Linked DNA regions of Mus musculus: region 2 is linked to region 1. The links are chromatin contacts, called in public HiChIP or PLAC-seq maps. All regions are on one chromosome and are shown on one strand. The core of a region is the stretch at or near the end of the contact, and the rest is flanking DNA. Distances in the headings are between cores, read along the strand shown. Region 1 overlaps Itgb6 (integrin beta 6). Region 2 has its middle 12 kb from the start of Gm26422.

What was found. HiChIP or PLAC-seq counts read pairs in DNA pulled down with a chosen protein or histone mark.
Region 2: a FOXA1 HiChIP or PLAC-seq map of pancreatic cancer cells shows a contact between it and region 1. The contact joins two enhancer-like sites. A contact is called at or near these places in 1 of 115 datasets of contacts at active chromatin or transcription factors (pancreatic cancer cells) and 1 of 9 other capture datasets (embryonic stem cells).

What each region holds. Positions count from the first base shown.
Region 1 is chr2:60,625,374-60,629,988 of GRCm38.p6, reverse strand. It overlaps Itgb6 (integrin beta 6), which reads left to right. Exons shown (of 15, transcript NM_021359.3): 9 at 1,520-1,654; 10 at 1,824-2,241. Among named protein-coding and RNA genes, the nearest start is that of Itgb6, 46 kb to the left of the region's middle. Within about 2 kb of position 2,323, at least 32 of the 459 cell types and tissues checked have an H3K27ac peak or open chromatin away from gene starts, as enhancers often do. A contact at or near this core is called in pancreatic cancer cells, where this site is marked.
Region 2 is chr2:61,266,190-61,270,295 of GRCm38.p6, reverse strand. No RefSeq gene overlaps it. Among named protein-coding and RNA genes, the nearest start is that of Gm26422, 12 kb to the left of the region's middle. Within about 2 kb of position 2,380, at least 29 of the 459 cell types and tissues checked have an H3K27ac peak or open chromatin away from gene starts, as enhancers often do. A contact at or near this core is called in pancreatic cancer cells, where this site is marked.

The DNA.
Region 1 (4,615 bases), core at 1,074-3,573:
GTATGAATTGAAATATAACTCGACTTATGATATTTAAGTACTTTATTAGGTTTTATTGTTTGACATTTTTGTTTTGTTTCCTTATATATGTTATAAGTAACTGAGGAATAGAAAAAGCAAGATGAGAACCTCTCAGAATAGAAATTCAGTCTTATCCAAGATCTGACTTGACAGTCAAGGCATAATAATTCCCCCAAATAACTTTAAGGTACAACTCTCCCACACACCATACTTTAACACCTCTAAGATTTGGGGGGTCTGGAGGTATAACTCATTGGTGAGTGTTGGGGTGGCATTATGCAGGACCTATGTTTGATTCCCATCCATCCTGGTAAGAGAACAAATAGAGGTCCATTTTGTAATTAGTGAGGTCTTTACAGCCATTACGTGTCAGGTGGCAAAGAGAGTATCATCTTCATCACAATCGCGATGATTGCTATTTCAAATCATCACATTCGCTTTTGCTACTTAAAATGTTAAGTGTAGTAGCTATTGTAAGATATGCTTATAATTTTTGAACTATGACTCAATATTGAAATGAACAGTTATTATAGATGCAGAAATGGACCCAACAAAGCGGCAGAATGTAAATTTGCTATCAGTGAAGTAAATGTTCATTGCTAGGGATAGATGAGAGCCTGCTCCCCTCTGAGAGCAGCATGGGGGCTCTCTGAGAACCAAGACACATCGATGCGTACAAGTGAAGGGTACCATTATCATATCTGTACATTGTTACATATGCACCACTGGTACATAAGCAAAAGCACTGTCTTTATGATGCCAAGCTATGCAACCCAGGTCAGGAGAACTTGCTGAATCCTTCAGAGTGCATGAAACAACTTGCAGGCAATAATTGGCTCCTGACTGTCCCATGCTGTGCAAAAACACCTTCAGAAATATTGTCATAGCTTACTTATCATGAGATAGTATATCTCAACATTGACAATGTCTGAGGAATACACACATACACACACACACACACACACACACTGTATATATCTATATCTATATATCTAGATATATATATACACACATACAGTATATATCACATATATAATATATATCACAGTCCTGCTTGATTGATGAAATGATGAATTTTTATGTTCAATTTAGCTTTATGAATTTATAGTTGTTTATTTTGTTCTCGTATGCGTATATCACGTGAACATGCACGAGCACACTCACATACACCTAAGCATGCATATGGGTGTTGGTTCTCACCTTTCACCTTGTTTAAGATAGGGAGTCTCTTATTTCTTGTTAATTCGCTGCTACGTATGCCAGAAAGCAAGCCAGGCTTCTCTTGTCTCTGCCTGGCAGCACATCATAGGTTGGAGAGTACAGACTTAAGTCCTGGGATCCTCTTTACATGGGTCCTGAGAATTAGAACTCAGGCCCTCCTTCCACAGCAAGAGTTTTACGCACTAAATCATCTCCCTAGCATCAAGCAGTTTCTTCTTCTGGCTGGATTTCCTTTTTACTTATGATTTCCCTTAACCCTTTCTTGTCTACACTAAAGGAACTGCGGTCTGAGGTGGAACTGGAAGTGTTAGGGGACACAGAAGGACTCAACCTGTCTTTCACAGCTCTCTGTAACAATGGTGTCCTCTTCCCACACCAAAAGAAATGCTCCCACATGAAAGTTGGAGACACAGTAAGTAGATCCCTGGTAGATCTTTAGAAACAACAATTTGATGGGTTGCAGGCTAGCTAGCTCAGCTTGCTGAAGCTGGGTTTCTTGGAGAAGCCAGTCTCACCAGCTTTATCTCAAATCCTGCAGGTTGCTGGATAGAGGAAGCAATAACCAGCATTTTCTTTACCAGGCATCCTTCAATGTGACTGTGAGCGTATCCAACTGTGAGAAAAGAAGCAGGAACCTCATCATAAAGCCAGTGGGGCTGGGGGACACCCTAGAAATACTCGTCAGTGCAGAATGTGACTGCGACTGCCAGAGAGAAATAGAAACTAACAGCTCTAAGTGTCACAATGGGAATGGCTCCTTCCAGTGTGGGGTGTGTACCTGCAACCCCGGCCACATGGGTCCTCACTGCGAGTGTGGTGAGGATATGGTGAGCACGGATTCCTGCAAGGAGTCCCCGGGTCACCCTTCATGCAGTGGAAGGGGTGACTGCTATTGTGGGCAGTGCATCTGCCACTTATCGCCGTACGGAAGCATCTACGGACCTTACTGCCAGTGTGACAACTTCTCCTGTCTGAGACACAAAGGCCTTCTCTGTGGAGGTAGGTGATGGGCTCCTACGGGCTTCCTGCCTCTTGTGTGGCAGCTGTTTGGGGACTTTGGTCTTTCATTTCTTCTTCACATTCCTGGGCTCAGCAGTTGTTCTGTAAATATTTTCTGGTGGCTTCAGCGGGTGACTCATTAGAACTGGGATAACTGGACAGTCTCCTGCATTTGTTGCCGTTTCTAACATTCCCGTGGAGTCAGAGCTCTGTCCACTGAACTTACATTTACATTATATTTAAATATCACTATTCCCTCAAGTTAAGCAGATAAAAGTTGAAATGTTGCCTCTCTACTTGCCACCGGGATACCACAAAACTGCTTATGATCTGAATTTCATTGTCTGTCAGACCTTTTCTAAATTAAGTTGCTGGGTCTGACCTGATTCTTATATCTTTTATGTTGGAAAAAATAAGCTAATAGAGACTGCCAAGGGAACAGAATCAAGGAGAAGACACATAGATACTGAGTAGATTTGAGATTCTCTCCCTCTCCCTCTCCCTCTCCCTCTCCCTCTCCCTCTCCCTCTCCCTCTCCCTCTCCCTCTCCCTCTCCCTCTCCCTCTCCCTCTCCCTCTCCCTCTCCCTCTCCCTCTCCCTCTCCCTCTCCCTCTCCCTCTCCCTCTCCCTCTCCCTCTCCCTCTCCCTCTCCCTCTCTCTCTCTCCCTTTCCTCCCCTCCCCTCCCTTCCCTCCTTAGATTCATAGTCTTCCTGTCTCAGTCTCCCAGGTGTTTATAGTCCAGATGATTACGTCATACTTAGCCACTTACTAACTGCCTACTAATCTAGTATATTCGGTACCAGGTCAAGTGATGCTAGGCAAGAACACATGTGAGGAAAGGCCTATGAAAAGAATGAAAGTAGAAAATAGCTTGGGATTTCTTTAAAGTTTCAAGGAAAGTTTTAAATGTACATATTAATATTTTAATAGATGCTTTTGTACATATAAAAACAATATACCTTAAGAATATACTGCAGAAGCCAAGTGCGGTGGCGCGTTTCTTTAGTCTGAGTACTTGGAGGCAGAGGTAACCAGACCTCTGAGTTCCAGTCCAGACTGTGAGTTTTAGACCAGACAGTTCTACATAGTAAGACCCACATTTTCCTCTCTCAAAAATGAACAAAACAAAAATAAAAAACAAATGAAGAGAATATATTTCAGATGCTAGGAAGGTGGTTTTGTGGTTAACATGCTGTTCTTGGAAGGATCTGAATCTGGCTCCAGCGCTCTTGATACCTTTTATCATCTATATCGCCTATTCCATGGGCTCCTCTGACCATCATGGGCTCCAGAACACAAGTGGCATTCACTGATACAGACAAATACACATAAATAAAAATAATAGCATAAAGTCTTAAGAGCTAAAGAGATGGCTTACTGGCTAAGACCACATGCTACTCCTCCAGAGGCTCTTAGTTCAGTTCCTAGCATCATTTCAGCATCAACTGCCTGTAACTCCAGCTGCAGAGGATCAGAGCCTATGCTGGTACCTGCACTTGTGTGCATAATCACATATGTACAAATAACGAAAATAGTTTAAAAGTAAATCTTTTAAGGGGGGAGAATATGCTATGTTAAACATTATTCTGATGCATGTATTTAATTATAACCTATTCCAACAGGAAAGACAAATATTAACACAGTTTAAAATGGTATAAACATGGTCTGCAAGTGAAGTGTTAACTGGCTGTGGACTAAGCCCAGACACCCTACTTATCACAGGATGAAAGCAGACATCTCATCAAAACACAGTGGCGTTATCTTTACAGAAAACTAAGCAAGTCATGTTTCCAAACCACAGTGTCAGAAACGTAGAAAAGAGAACCATTTCCCCAGTGAGGGAGGTTGAAGTGGGATCAGAAGCAGGTCATGTGACAATTTTTTTTTAAATGAAGAAAATAAAAAGAAAGAAAGGGAAAAAAAACTTATTTTTGGGAAAAGGAAGGAAGGAGAAGAGGGAGGAAGGGAAGCTAGAAGAAATCCAAGAGTTCTGAAAAACACATGAAAGCATTTATCCCAAAGAAAATTAATTTCTTCTCCCTTTTCATTCAAAGGTTCACTTTCTGACTCCAGTGTGTGTGTGTGTGTGTGTGTGCATGTGTGTGTATATAAACCCACATCTATGTTTTTATTGGATTTAAGCAGGACACAGCCTGTAGGTGACAAGAACTAATCAATGGCAAAGCCACCATCAAATCATAGGAAGGATGTATCTGCAGAACCCCACACTGCCTTTCTAGTAAAAAAAGCAAACAAACAAACAAAAAAAATTGTTTAAAAAAATGCTTTCTGAAGGGCCGAAGTGTTTGTTATCTAGCCTAATCTAATGGCATAGACATCGTCCCAATATTCCAGCTCCTAAATTCTTGGTAA
Region 2 (4,106 bases), core at 1,131-3,630, 640 kb before region 1:
CAGTGCTAATTAGAAGCAATATCTCATACTAATTGAAGTCGTTTGCTTGAATACCTTGTGCTATGAACCTTCATTAAAACCTGATTCACATGTAGTCTAGTTCACCAGGAGAATGGGAGAATCTATGTCTTACTATCAAAAGGACTGGTGGGGAAAAGGGAAGGTCATATGTTTAAATATGATACTAGGGAGTGGAGCTTGAGATAACCAGGGTACGGCAGGCATTCAGATGATCAGTGGCTGCTGTGTTCTGTTTCTCTTAGTAGGTTCTCTATCATGTTCTGTGGCCATGGGGCCCACAAAAATAAATCCAGGACACATTGCAGGCACTGGAGGGAGACTGCCTCTGCCTCAGAGCTATCTACAGTACAAGGAATGGCTGAGAAAGTAAGAGCACAGAGCCTATCACAGAATGATGTGATAAGTACTGTAATGTAGAGACAGGCCAGATGCCTAGAAAGAAGCAAGCGTGGAAGAGATGCCAGCATATGTTGACAAGAGAGTTCTTGAGCTGTGCCTTGAGGGCATTTGGCCAGAGAGAAAGAAGAAAGACAGAGTCCGAGGATGATGGACCAATATCCACAAAAGCCCATAGTGCTGAGAAGCAAATTCAGAGGACAGTGTGACCTGTTTAGGATGGTTTTCAGAGGGAAATTGGAAGAGAAATAATCATCAAACGTCAAAGGCATGTGGCAGTAAGAATTTTAACTCACAGGAAGCCAGAGATTTCTTGTCACTCATACAGACTCAGTTGTTGACTCATCAACTGAGACAGTCACTGAGTTATCTCTTTGAAAGAAAGGAGGAGGCCTAAGGGAGATTGAAGGAGGGGGATAGCAAAAATGTGAGAGTTAGTGGATAAGGATGTAATGCAATAAAAAATAAATACCTCTACCCTCAGATGCACTGTGTGTCAAGGCAAGCTGAAGATGTGTTCTGGGTGAGACACAGGAACACATCACAGCTGTGGTTATTTGCATAAGGTCTACACAAGATTGGGCCTGTCGGCAGCACTTGAATCTGGGAAGGGCCTCCTTTGAAGAGCTATTGGCAGTTACCAGTTGGTGGGAGAAAGCGTGCCATTTTCTTCTGTGGTATAGTTGACCGAGATCCAGTCAAAAACCTCTTACCCATACTCACGTGAGAAACCCTAGTGAAGTTCAGCTGGTCACATGCAAAAGGAAGATGAGAGGGTGAGGGGGACTTCTGGGGAAGAAGGGTTTTAAGGAAAGAGGTAAGATGTGGGAGGGAGGGGAGAGAAGGGGATGAAGGGTAACTATAACTGAAATTCCTTATGTCCATGTATGAAACTATCTAACAAAAGATAAAAGAATAAAAAGGAAGAGAGGAAAGGAGGGCTGTCTTTAGTGGTTGGAAAAACAGGTTAAACACACTCTGGCAGCTCCAAACCCAACTCTTACTTTCCAGCTCTCACCTTGTTACTACTCCTTGCTCACAGTCTTAAAGCCTTTGCTACAGTTGTTCCTAGAACAGCAACACATGCTAACTGACTCTGAAGGTTCTAGTTCAGTGGTTCTCAACATCCCCCTTTCATACCGTTCCTTCTGTTGTAGTGACCCCAACCATAGTGTTACTTTGTTCCTACTTCATAACTGTAATTTTGTTATTGTTATGAGTCATAATGTAAGTATCTGATAGGCAGGATATCTGATAGGTGACCCCCAAAGCGGTCAAGCTCTATAGGTTGAAAATTGCTGCTCTAATTTATCATTTTAATTCATACATTTTAGCCAGATATCATTCAGATAAAAATTTTACTGCAGGGAAAAAACAATTCCATGGGCATGACTTGTTCTGGAACCTTCTTTTTCCTTCAACCCCTATTTGCATCATCACCATCATAATTTTATGTTTAAAAAATAATAGTATTACAGACACACAAAAGTTGGACTACAGCGCTGTAGAGAGATATTCTGAGTGCAGAATGAACATTTTAACCACTGTGATCACCCTTAACAGTGATACTTAAAAAGACAGAATTGTTCATTTGTCAAGGTTATTTTAAGGATGAAAATTCTCATATAAATACATTTGGTATACAGGATGCAAAATTATCTTTCTGAAGCATAAAAATGAAAAAAGGTTAGTGTTACAAATAGTTCTTTGCTTTTCAGCTACACAGGGTGCTGATTGATTTACATAGTTGTTGCAATTAATACCTTTGAAAAAAATGTTTCCAAGAGACAGGGCATGTTAGTCTGCTTTTTGTTGCTATGACAAAAATGATTTGAAAATCAACCCTCAGAATGCCTGTAAAAACCAAAGTGGAAACAGGCTCCCTGTTTCAGAGATTTTACTCCATGGCTCTGTGGTCCCCATCTCTGTGGACACGAGACAAGGCTGAACCTCATGATTGAGAATGAGTAATAGAAGCTCAAGTGCCTACCTTGTGACTCATGGTGACCAGAAAGGAGAGATGGGGAGAGAGAGAGAAAATGGGGTAAACTTCTAGAGTAAGATTCCAGGAACACACTTTGTTTAAGTAAGTAACAGGCCTCAGAATCCAATGGCACCAAATTATAAGCCCATCGATGGATGAACACACTGACCAGGTCAGAGGCCTCACGATCCAGACACCACCATAAAGGCTTACGAGCTGGCAACCGAGCCTTGAGCATATGGCCTGTGAGTGATCATTTGGAACTAAACTACTATAGTGGACAAACACAAAATGTCCTTGTTTGTATCAGGTTTGATTACAAATGACCGATGCCCACAAATAGTGGTTGAAACAAAGAAAAGTTGATTTTTTTTCTTTACAAAGAATTCTAAATGTAGGTATCACCTGAGAAATGAGTATAGCCACCAAGGTCCTGTTTTGTTTTCATTTTGTTTTTAGCTGTATTGGCTTTAGCTATCATATCTGCTTCTGAGCTCTAAGATGAGAAACTGTAGGGCCAGGGAAAGGAGTCAGGGAATAAAGGGTGTACTGCTCAAGCGTTGGGATCCAAGCTCAGATCCCAAGTACCCATGTAAAGGCTGCGTAGAGTGTCTACATCCCTAGTGACTATACAGGCAGGTACCTGACACTTGCTAACCACCCACTCTATTTAATTGGTATGCTCTGGGCTCAATGACAACTGACTCAATAATAAGATGAAATGAAATGGAGGAAGATACACAATGTTGATCTCTGGCCTCTACCTACATGTGTAGGTACCACTCACAACACACACACAAATATAGTTGAAACAAAAGCAAAACCCCAAGATATATAGTTGGTATTAAAGGAATAATCAGGGTTAGGACAGGTGAATAGAGAGCTGGAGAGACCGGTGGATTAACAAAGCTAAGGCTATCGGAAAAGGCTTTATAGAAACCCACTAAGTAGTAAGCTAATTTCAGAATACAATTTTTTCAAAAATTTGAATGTCTTTCTGTCTTGTATAGGTGGACCATCCTGTTCTTTGATGACGTTGATTACTAGACAAAAATCAAAGAGCCAGAAATGGGATATCTTGCTATGAATTATTGGTCAGGGGGCCTAGAAATCTCTTGAACAACAGAGCCTACTGCCAGTACTTTTCACTATGCACTGTAGCTACACATTAAGAGCTCATTGCTGAAGACACCATTCACTTTGAATGCAGAACATAGAGAAATCACGGTGAATACGTCAATAACTTCCTCTCTCCTGGCCAACTTTCTTGGTGCCAGATATACCATGCAGCTTTCTAGAGGAGAACAGATATTAACAGGTTTACCCAGTGCTGGATTCTGCATACTATATAACTGACCTGACAGGCTTGGTGTGTCTACCAGTACAACAGCAGTATGACTGTCATGAGACAATCAGCTGCTTTCTGGTTAGATATGAAATCTACTCCACAATAAGAAATTCATTCCTCGTACTACAAACATGGTTAAAGGCCCATGGCTGGTCATAGGCCCCAGGGAAGAACCTGCTATTGTAGTTTTGTTAGATGGTCACTTGTCAAATTAGCCTTCTAAATGTCTATATGTAATGCTTTCTATAATATAATAGCTTGTCTATAATAGCTTCTTTCTGGAGTGAGCAGAAGTCAATACAGAGGCTCAACTATTCAAGGTGCTGAGATTAATCAACTGAGCATCTTCAGCTCTAA